Regions from separate parts of the Mus musculus genome. Here region 1 is linked to region 2. The links are chromatin contacts, called in public ChIA-PET maps. All regions are on one chromosome and are shown on one strand. The core of a region is the stretch at or near the end of the contact, and the rest is flanking DNA. Distances in the headings are between cores, read along the strand shown.

Region 1 (5,907 bases), core at 745-3,244, 210 kb before region 2:
ATCTGACTTTATTACAGTGCTTCATCTTAGTCCTGTGACAAGTCACAGGGGCTTAAAATAATGTTCATTTTGACAAAATAAAAACTTATTTTTCTTTCCTGTTTAGCCAAAGCAGGTAGCTTGTGTGATTACTGGCATCTAGGTACTAAAACAAAGCTAGAAGGTTGAGCTTTCCTTCCTCCAAAGTAGGAAGGGTTTTCTAAACTTCTCCTAAAACAGGTTCTTGTGAGGAGAGTCATGGTGCTTTCCCTATGGCTGGCTTTCATTGGACAGCTAACTTACAAAGTAGGACTGGCCAGACTCCTAACACCCAGAGACACAAAGAGTTGTCTGACTCCAGGTAGCTTTTTTTCATATATATATATATATATGTGTGTGTGTGTGTGTGTGTGTGTGTATACACAAATATGAGTACCAAAATGGTTACTTTCACTCTAAAAGACAAGAAACAAACCTAGTTCCACATTGTTTTTGCTGGTAAATACAAAGACTAACAAACAAAAATCTTAAAATTTGTCACTATATGGCTTTTTCAGGGCTAAGGTGTCATTCACACTTGTCTCACTAAACGTGCTATTTTTTTTTGACTAAAATGACATATTAAAAGGCTTGATGCCACTTGATCCCATAAAGCAGGGCATGTTACTTTGGGATCAGGTTCCCCTGGGGTCTCCCTTTAAATTTTGATGTTGTTATTTTGTGTGTGTGGATATTATGACTTATTAATGTTTGTGCAGTGTGGTGCCGAAGGAGGCCAGAAGAGGGCATCAGATCCCTTGGACAGGGGTTACTAATAATTGTGAGCTGCCATGTGGATGCTGTGACTCAAACTCAGGTTCTCTGGAAGAGCAGCCAGTGCTCTTAATGGCTAAGCTATCTGTTACACCGCTCCCTTAATTAAAGCATACAGGTAATCTAATTCAGCAGTTGTTTTTCTACAACCCAATGTCTTTCGGCTAGTCTTTATTCTTCTCTTTCAAATTCAATTTACAATAAACAGAAAGATCGTGGATTAAAGGAGTGTGCTAGGGCTAAGCCACACGTGTAGAGATAGTTTTTTCTAGTATACAACCTCGGGATTCACAGTATGATCAAATATCCTGCAACAGAGTATTTAAATAAGAGCTATTTATTACAGGCATATATTCCTCCCTACATGTTATTTTTAAGGCACTAAGTTGTGGTCTTATTACAACGAATGGTTCTTAGGCACTAATTAAAAAAAAAAATTTAAGCCGGGCGTGGTGGCACACGCCTTTAATCCCAGCACTCGGGAGGCAGAGGCAGAGGCAGAGGCAGGCAGATTTCTGAGTTGGAGGCCAGCCTGGTCTACAAAGTGAGTTCCAGGACAGCCAGGGCTATACAGAGAAACCCTGTCTCGAAACAAACAAACAAACCAAAAAAATCTAAAAGTTTAAGGTTATCCTGACTCTTCCCCAATTCAAACATCTGTAAATAACCATGCAGATCTAAATTTGAAAATCTTTAAGAAAGGGCTGGCAAGATGGCTCGCTCATCAGGTAAAAGCTCCTACCACCAAGTTGAAGACTGGGTACCTGCATTAGTGAGAGAACTGATTCCCACAAACTGACCTCTAGGTTCACCTGGCATGCACACAAATGTAATGTTAAAAATTCAAGAATAAAAGATAAGCCATGTCTCACTTGACAAGAAGTTTCCACTTATGTGGCGTAAATGCAACTTTGAACCGATTTGAACCTGAACTAAGCAGTACATGGGCCTGACTAGGGATTGGAGCGATCACTAACCACAGACAAAACTCGTTTGTGGTTGGGCCCAGCAGGCTTGAACCCTATGTGGAGTTTGACCTATCTGGCAACTCCCGTCTCTCAAGAACCACATTCCAGGGCTCTCTCTTCTCTAAAGCCCTCACTCGGCGCCGCGAGTTAGCTATAGCCCGTAGTCGCCCACTTCCTCCAGGAGAGATTCAGATCTTCCCATCATGCCGCGGGAGCGCGCTGGGCCCCAGAGTGCACTGCGCGTGCGTGCGAGCGCGCGCGCAGCCCCACTCCCTTGCGGCCGCGGGAAAATTCCAAACACGTCAAAACAAAAAAAGTTCCGTGAGGCTGTGCCAAGTTTTCAAGCCGCAGAAGCCGGGCGGTGGCTTCTTTTCCGCCGCGGCCCAGTCTGCTGAGGCAGCTCTGGGTGAGGACCACCCGGGAAGACCGCCGTTTCCTGCTAGGGCAGAGAAGACTCGCGAGAACGTGCGCCCGAGTCTCAACGTGGGCGAGCCGCGCTCCCGCGGCGCGGTGGAGCTGAGGCAGGACGGTGAGAAGCTACGGTGGGCGGGTGCGAGCCGCGGGAGGGCGGGGCGGGATGTGGGGGGTTGGGGGGGGGGGAAGATATAGCCCGGCAGGAGGCGGGGCCTGGCGGGAGGCGGGGCTAGAGCCAGGTGGGAGGTGAGGCCGACGGTGAGGGGCGTGGCTAATCGGGGAGTTGAACCCAGCTTGGCAGTGGCCGACAGACGCGGTGGGCGTGACCACACGGAAACTGATCTCGGCGGGAGCCCGCACGACTTAGAGGGGCCGCTCCACAAGGGAGAGGAGCCGGAGGGGGGCTGCGCCATCGCAGATGAGCCCGGCGGGGCGGGACCGACAGTGAGGGGTGGGGTCTAAGGCCCAAGGTGAAGCTTGGTGAGCTTGGCTCGCGGCGATGGTAGAGAGGCATCTGTCCTTTACCCTTCGTCCCCATTTATTTTTATTTTTATTGTTTTAAGCAAATCCTCTCCCTCTGGTTTCAACGTAGCCGCAGGTACTTTTGGAAGGACTGGGGCAAAGGTGAAGCTTATTGCTCGCCATCCATTAGAGCAGCTCTGCTCAGGGTCTCAAGATCGCCCTCCCACAGCTGCTTGAGTGACAGGCCCAGAGGCCCATTCAAGGCCTGAGAGTGTTTAATGCTTGTGTCTTGCTGTCTTGCTGCCTTACTGGAACAGTTTTTAGGTGCTTGGGCTTGGAGGGGGTGCTGGATGAAAATCTTGGAACAGGCCAATGATATTGAAGACCTCTGTGTGCCTGGACTTTTCCTCTAGTATGAGATGATTCGAAAAATCCCATCCCTCATTAAATTAATCTAAGCGGGTGTGACCGACGTGAGATACCTATTTGTGGATGGCCCTCGCCTTTAGGGTGCTTCCAAATGGCAGATTTAACGCTCACAATTGAACAACTGGCGGTTATGTGTGTGTATGTAGAGGCCAGAGGTGGTGTCAGGAGTGCCCCATCTTTCCCTCCTTATTCGTCCCCCGCCTCTCCTCACACCCATCACATTTGGCTTGTAGGTCACCTGACTTTGCAAGCCCTTGGGGTTATGCCTTTCTCTGCCTCCCCATTGCTGAGATGACAAATGTGGGCCACACACTTAAAACCTTAAATACACACGCACACACAGCAACGAACGTGTGTTCTGGGGATAGAATTCATGTTCTCATGCTTGTAATGGCAGGCATCTTATCAACTGAGCTAGCTCCCCAGCCCTCTTCAGTGTTCCCTTGTGTGAGTGGTCATGGCACGTATGTTGTTGTCCATGTGAAGCTGTATGCACATTTTAAATGAATGGGGCTCTTAACTGCTTCCATATTTTGGCAAATAGTTCCAGCAAGAATTACACCAATCTTGTATTTATAAAAGCTACTTCAGGGAGGCCATCCTGGCCAGTAGGAAGTTGGTTGGATTTTCTAGGCCACAGAGAGGCCCCAAGGAATTTCATCCTAGTGATAGAACCATAACAGGAGTGGTAGAGCCTCAGGTCAGGCTAGAATTCATCCCGAAATGCTCCTTAAAAATCTTAATGTAATTATGATATGCATATTCTCTGGTGGTGTTTATGGTTTCTGATTAGCTAACTTTTTAATATGAAAGTCTTCTCTTAGACATAAATGAATTAATTTTCAGTGATTTACTGAAAATCTAGTATTATTGGAAAAGAGAATACAAGGATTCACAGATTTAGGTAACAATACAGTGCTTGAGTGTTGTGCTGCCCCATCACTTCCAAAGTTTCATTATGTAGCTCTGTCTGTCCTGGAATTCACTATGTAGACCAGGCTGGTCTTGAACTCACAGACATCTGCCTGCCTCTGCCTCCCAAGTGCTGGAATTAAAGGCGTGTGCCCCACTCTTAAATCATCCCCTCCTTTTGAGATACAAGTTTTTCTTGTTCCTTGGCATGAGGAGTCTCTAATAGGCCTTGATCATCCTTTTTCTGAGCCTTTTCTGCTGTGAGAAGAAAGAGTCCTTGTACAAATCACTCTCCTCTTGCAATGGGTCTTCCCATATCGTCAGGTCAGGCTGGCTTTAAATCCAGAGGTCAGGCCTGTGTCTTTGAGAGCCAGGGCTTCAGTCGTGGGCCATCACACTTAGCTTTTGGAAATTGCCCATCACTGAGGGGCTACATTCACTTATAAGCTATGAAATGAATTTGGAATTGGTCAGTGGGGGCCGGAACTCAGACTCAGAATTCTTTGCATGACTTTAATGGTTTTAGACTCACAAATCTGTGGCCAATCCTGGCTCCACTCAGTCTCAGACAGCCTTTGGTTTGTTTTCTTGTTCTATAGATTAACCTTTTCTTGGAAGTTCTTCTAGACATTTCACATTTATATAATATGAAATAGGTAACTGTGTCTGGCTTTTTCCCCCTAACATAATGATTTTGAGATTCACCTAGGTAGTAGCATGTATCAGTCGTTTAGTCCTGTTTATTGATGACTAGTATATTGTATGTTCCGTGTTTGGATTTCCAGGTGATGGACATTTAGGTTGAGATTATTTTAGTCATTAAGAATAACAGTTATGTGATTTTGGGGGTGGGGTGGGGTGGGTGGGCAGGGCTATGTAGTAAATTTAATTGTGTGGCCATCTACATTCCCAGCAGCAGTGTGTGAGGGTCTTGATCCATCCTCATCAACACTTGTTTTCAGTGACACCTACCATAGTGGGTTTCTTACATTTACACATGCCTTATAGCATCAGCTTGTATTTCCCTAAAGCACTGCTATGATGGCTTTTGAGAGGCATTATGTTAAACAAACTTACAAATCTCTCTGGGAGAATTGTAATCTCAATATGACTGTTCACTAGCTTGTCACTTTTAAAAAAAGATTTATTTATTTTTATGTATATGAGTACATTGTAGCTGTACAGATGGTTGTGAGCCTTCGTGCGGTTGTTGGGAATTGTATTTAGGACCTCTGCTCACTCTGGTCAACCCCATTCACTCCGGTTGTCCCCGCTTGCTCAGTCCCTGCTCCCTCAGCCCCAAAGATTTATTGATTATGATACATAAGTACACTGTAGCTGTCTTCAGACACACCAGAAGAGGGCGTCATATCTCATTACAGAGGGTTGTGAGCCACCTTGTGGTTGCTGGGATTTGAACTCAGGAACTTTAGAAGAGCAGTCAGTGCTCTTACCTGCTGAGCCATCTTGCCAGCCCTTATCATTTGTTTAGAATCATTTTTTTTCAGTGTTCTTAGTAAGTGTTAGTATATGAGATTTGCCCTTTTGGTCACATTTATATTGAAGATTATTAATTTTTTTTGAGACAGGGTCACATGTGTCTTAAGCTAGCCTCATACTGTGTAGGAATGATGCCTTCAGCTCCTTAGTCTTCTACCTAGCTCCTGAGTGCCAGAACTATAGGTGTGTTCTCACGCTTGGCAGGCTTTTTTATATTTTATACTTACAAACATAAAAATTGCTTTAAAATTTTTATTGTTTAATTGCTTGATACCACTATATACAAATGTAGTTGATCTTGTATGTCGATCTTGTGTCCTGGAACCTTGTTGATGTTGTTTACTTTCAGTGGGTTTTAATTCTTTGTGAGTTCATAGGCATATATATATATATTCACAGAGTACATGATGCCATATACTCTGTGAATACA
Region 2 (5,604 bases), core at 3,085-5,584:
GGTCTCAAGCACAGAGGACAGAAGCCAGGGCCTTGAGATGGGAACTCACCAAGAGGATGCAGATAACATCCTTCCAGCGCTTTAGCTGATACAGAGAGACCTCCTTGTGTTTGTTTGCTTGTTTGTTTGACCATTTGCCTTTCCTCATTTTTCATTTTGGTGGTCTGGAATTTATCATCTAATTTTTTTTTTGTTTTGTTTTTTTTGCCTCAAGAGAGTATGGGCTTAATCTACCAAGCCAAAACACTAAACTAATCTGCAGTTACTCACATCAGAAACAATTAGCTCTTGGATGCACTGAAGGTCCATATTGCCTATGCAGAGCTCCAGTCCATACACACGGCTGTCCTTTAGAGACAGGTAAGAGACTGGCTCTGTGTTTCCATCAAGCACCTGGAGAAGCCCGGCAGTATATAAGGACGGGCCCAAGGAGAAAGAGCCCTCACGGCTGCCCACGGTCCTCTGCTGTGTGCTTCTGTTGCACCTATATTCACCAAAAGTATGGAGTTAACCTGTGTTAAAAACACTGCTAAAAATTACAAAAAGATCTTAGTCTGGACCTTAGCTGTGCCACTAACTAGACTTGCAAGGGCTGGAAGACAGCAACTCTTCTCACAGGGCTTCTCTTATCATGGTGAGGAAAGCAGGTTCTCTAGAAAGAGTCCCTAGCTGGTGACTCTAAAGCATTCGACAAGATGAAGCAGAGCAGGCAGTGCCCAAAAAAACATTCCATGCAAGATATCAAGCCTATCTGGTACCATATGATGGTTCTTCCTAACAGAGAAGGAAGAATAGTCCTGTTCTCTGAAAGTGGGATTCTCTGGTGGCAAGAGCTGGAAGAAGATGCCCTAGGTATCTCGGAAGGCCCCATTGAGAGCCACTGCCTCAAAAACCCAGATACTGATTTTTACCCATCAAGCTGTGCAGTGATGCTAGGTGATGTCATACAGTGCCACGGCACCAACTCCCCAGCCTGCTCCTTGAATTTAGGAGGGATACTGTGCTCATATAAAGACAGATAGTTCTTATAGAGAGTGTTGAAAAGAAAAGGGGAAAAAAGAAGCTGGGGCAGCTTTTACTGAAGTGGAGTAGCTCCCAGGGACAGCCATGTATTTCCAGTAGCTATCTTCCTTCCAGTTTTCTGAGTTTACACAATCCTTTCTAAAGAGCTCTCGTGACAGAACAGCCTCATTACAGTAGAATCCTTCAGGGCAGTCTTGCTTGCTATGAGGGGCATGAAAGATGCTAAAGGTCTGTATGAGTGCACAACACCACAAGCCTGAAAACAAACAAACAAACAAACAAACAAACACAAACAGATAATGCTCACATGTTCCAAGATGGCCCCTCACGCAGTACCTTAATAGCAATCACATGGCTTGCTTACAAAAGAAGCTTGCTGACTTGTGAATGTGCTGGGGTTTGATTCAGCCTCCAAACTGAACATGGCAAATACCAGAGTCAACCTCTACAGCTCCTTTTAGGTGTCCGGTTCTGGGGCAGAGGCCTCTGTGCCTTGCTGATCAAACACACTGAGCTCACTGGCAGAGTCTGTCACCTGATATCCAGCACACTGCACATGGATACACTGTTGTGCTTGAACAAAGTAAACATCACAGCAAGTATCTGGACCAAGTATGTGAAGAATATGAAATCGAAGGATGCCAAGTGTTTAGAACGTACTTAGAAAAGGAATGTTTAACAAAAGCCATTTCTGAGGATAACATAATTATAGTTCCTATCAACCAATTCCAGACCTACTCATGAGAGTAGAAGTGGGCTGAGCCTGAGCTTTAATTAGGCTGCGCCGTGATCCTGATGGCCCGTGGTCTCTGACCCAAGTGCAAGGGGGTATTCTAGCAGGGAGTCAGCCTAGCTCTTTGATAAATCATTTGAACCACTCACTATCAAATCCATCTCTCTCTTCTGTTGGAGAGAGGCTCTAGTTCACAGCCTTAGCTTGCTTGGGCTTTACTATTATACAGAGCAAGACCACCCCTAGTGTACTGTAACCTCCTGTGTCTGCCTCTCAGTGGGGCCACAGGAATATGACGCCATCTTCCCAAAGCTAGTTGTCCTTGCCTCCTTCTCCTTCTGCTTCAAAAGGCACAACAGATTTATTTCAGTTTACTAAACAAATACTAGATTTCTCTCCTCTGGTGCCACATGTCTGAAAGTATTTGCATCAATTTGGCCTAGTTTAGAATTTCCATTTTTTTCCCCTCAAGGAAAAAAAAAAGTTCTCTAATGCTCTTTGACCAAGAAAGCCATTCTGACATGAATCATACATAAGTCCTATGAGCTGACTTTAAAAATACATGGTCAGTTGGAAGCAGCTCAGGGGTAAGATGCATGCCCGGCACACATGAAGCCTCTACCAGCACATGTCCACCTACACACACGTAGTGCTCAATCTGAGGTCCTAAGGATGCAGGCCTTCAGTTTCACTCCACCATCAAATTCTCTGGGGATCTTCCCCCATCCTTGCCAGGATCTGGGCATTACACAATTTGTATTTCAACCATTTGACTTGTTCTCCAAGGCTGTATACTCACTCATTTTAATGCATATGTATGTATGTATGTATGTATGTATGTATGTATGTATGTATGCATGCATGCAGTTGTGGCGCATATGTGTGTATATGTACATGTTTGTGGAGGCTTGGAGTCTTCATGAAGGCAGTTCCCTTCCTTTGAGATAGGGCCTCTCACTGGGAGCTATTCTTCTAGCAGGGACTGACCAATTAGTCTAGATTGTCTGGCTCTAAAGCTCTGGGGATCCCTGTCTCTGACTCCCCAGGCCTCAGATAATAAAATAAGCCTAGGGGCCACTGCACCTAGAATTTTCTCTTAGGTTCTGGAGATCACTCATAAAGCATGTTGTTTACCAACTAAGCCACTCCTTCCCATGCCTTCTTTAATGATTCCTGTGGGTGTGGAGGAGTCCCCGTCCAGCCCATGTGCGCTCTAGCTACATACTATTGGCCACATAGATTTAATGCTACTTTTTAAGTATCAGTGCAAATGAACAACTCTACACATGAAAGTTCCGAGTTGAAAACTAAGGGGACAAGAGTCAGTCTAACTTTTCTCTGCACTGAATCACATCATCCTATTGAGGAGGAGAAAGGTATAACCCTTCACCCAGGAAGTTATCTTTCCAACAGGCCTGTTGGCCCACCTGTCCATGCTGTGAAATAGTCACTCAAGCAACTGTTATACCATCAAAAGCCTCTGGTGAGCCTTGCATCACAAGTCCCTATGGGACCTGCGTCCTGCCTTACTAACGGAGACCTTGGCAGATCTTGCTCTCCACACATAACAAGCAACCCCATACCAGTTCATAATGGAGGCTGGAAGGGAAAGATCATGACTCAAACACATCACAAGGTGGAGTCTATCAGTAATTTAAAAGCAATTTACTCTTCTATCACTGGAGCAGTACACGTGGTTTTGGGAGGGGCAGAGGGTAAGTGTGAGGCTGATGGAGAAGGGCTACTATGGCCCCTCTCCCAGCAGGAATCAGGAACCATCATCCTCTGCGTGTCAGCCCTGTTTCTGACATAGCATATCACAGACTTTGGTTACCTGACAGCTCACATGGGCACGTTAGTTCCCCCCTCACCCAGTTTCTTCCCGATTTCTGCCTCAAACCTGCCTGTCCTTTGGAACCAGCTTCCAGTATCCCCATAGCCTCTGTGCTTTCCATAGCAAGAGCTCTGTAAAGCTAGCTGTTGGGCTGCTTTCTGGTTTAGGTTGATTATTTACGTATGCACTTTTCCCTGCTGAATTTCACTGAGACTTAAGGGAAACACTGCTTCTTTCGTCTTTCCTTCACTCACAGCCCCTCACGAAGAAGGACACCTGGGCACAGGAAAGGCAATGGGATGGGAAGGGTCATTTCAGCAAAGATGGTGCTTCCTACTATACTGAGGGGCCTTGTGTCAGGATGGGCCATAGTGGATCCTTGAACAGGGCACACACAATGCCAGTACAGGTATCTCTCTGAGATAGAAGAACAATCCCTTCCTTTATTTCTTATTTATTTTACCAGACATGACTTTCAGGTTGGTTTATTTTTCATTTTATTTTTATTTATTTATTTTTTTTGGACTAAGTAATCAGCATCATTTGGGACCAAAAACTACTCTGAGTGTATTCCTCCATGGGGTTAAAATGTGTGAGGCTGGCTAGTGACCTTTATTGTGTTGAAGATTTCCTAGAAATTTGGAACTTGTCAGGAAATTGGTGGTGAGCTTTGATGTGGGCTGAGCTGTGTCTCTTCTCAGGTTGATGTCATAAACCTCCAGTATCTCAGAATGACTGTACTGGAGGTAGGACTCATCACAGTAAAATAAAATCACTTGTCCAAGCCTTAATCCAGTGTAGCAGGTGTCCTTACAACAGGGAGATAGGGGCAGAAATACGAATGTGTGTGTGAGACACTGACACACATGCACAGGCATGCACACATGAGGGGTGGGGAGGGAAGCTATCTGCTAGCCAAGGAGAGAAGCCTCAGGAAAAGCCAACTTTGTGACTTTAGATTTCCAACTTTCAAAAGCTGTAAGAAAATCAAATTGCTGTTAAAGCTGCTCTGCCTGTAGTACGTAGCTATAATAGCCTGGTAAACAAGTTTGAGTACTGAACTATAAATGCCAAAGTTAAAGAAAATTAAACTAAAAATGAAAAAGTGACTCGGCTGAGTAGCATGGCATTTGAAGAAGCTGTGGAAAGGACTGTGGGAAGCCGCCCCCACATTCGCCGTTACAAGATGGCGCTGACATCCTGTGTTCTAAGTGGTAAACAAATAATCTGCGCATGTGCCAAGGGTATCTTATGACTACTTGTGCTCTGCCTTCCCCGTGACGTCAACTCGGCCGATGGGCTGCAGCCAATCAAGGAGTGACACGTCCGAGGCGAAGGAGAATGCTCCTTAAGAGGGACGGGGTTTTCGTTTTCTCTCTCTCTTGCTTTTTCGCTCTCTTGCTTTTCCCTCTCTCTTGCTTCTTGCTCTCTTTTCCTGAAGATGTAAGAATAAAGCTTTGCCGCAGAAGATTCTGGTCTGTGGTGTTCTTCCTGGCCGGTCGTGAGAACGCGTCTAATAACAATTGGTGCCGAAACCCGGGACGAGAAAATCCGGGACGAGAAAAAACTCCGGACTGGCGCAGGAGGGATACTTCATTCCAGAACCAGAACTGCGAATCAAGGTTATAAGGTTCCCGTAACACAGACTGTTGAGAAGGATTCAACTGCCGAATTCAGAACTCATCAGCTGGGGAACGGAAGTGAGAAATGGCTTTACCAGGTATGTTTGGCCTTGAACTTTTTCTAGTGTTAGGAGCCCTTTTGTTCCTTTTCACATGTTATATAGTGCTTAAGGCAGGGCTAAAAATTCTAGAGGAAATTCAGGACAGTCTATCAGAAGTAAAGCGGAGAGAGAGAGTAGGAACAAGGAGAAACGGTAAGTATACAGGCCTTTCCAAGGGTCTTGAACCCGAGGAAAAGTTAAGGTTAGGTAGGAATACCTGGAGAGAGATTAGAAGAAAAAGAGGAAAAAGGGAGAAGAAAAAAGATCGATTAGCGGAGGTCTCTAGGAGAT

What was found. ChIA-PET counts read pairs in DNA pulled down with a chosen protein or histone mark.
Region 1: an RNA polymerase II ChIA-PET map of memory CD8 T cells shows a contact between it and region 2, with 20 read pairs. The contact joins the promoter of Fancc here to the enhancer-like site in region 2. A contact is called at or near these places in 5 of 484 Hi-C or Micro-C datasets (CD4 T cells, embryonic stem cells and natural killer cells), 3 of 115 datasets of contacts at active chromatin or transcription factors (effector CD8 T cells, embryonic stem cells and memory CD8 T cells) and 1 of 9 other capture datasets (adipose tissue).

What each region holds. Positions count from the first base shown.
Region 1 is chr13:63,427,832-63,433,738 of GRCm38.p6, reverse strand. Fancc (Fanconi anemia, complementation group C) reads left to right here and starts at 1,994. Exons shown (of 15, transcript NM_007985.3): 1 at 1,994-2,289.
Region 2 is chr13:63,222,286-63,227,889 of GRCm38.p6, reverse strand. All of the region lies in intron 11 of Aopep (aminopeptidase O), which reads right to left. Among named protein-coding and RNA genes, the nearest start is that of Gm16907, 72 kb to the left of the region's middle. Within about 2 kb of position 4,334, at least 37 of the 459 cell types and tissues checked have an H3K27ac peak or open chromatin away from gene starts, as enhancers often do. A contact at or near this core is called in effector CD8 T cells, memory CD8 T cells and natural killer cells, where this site is marked.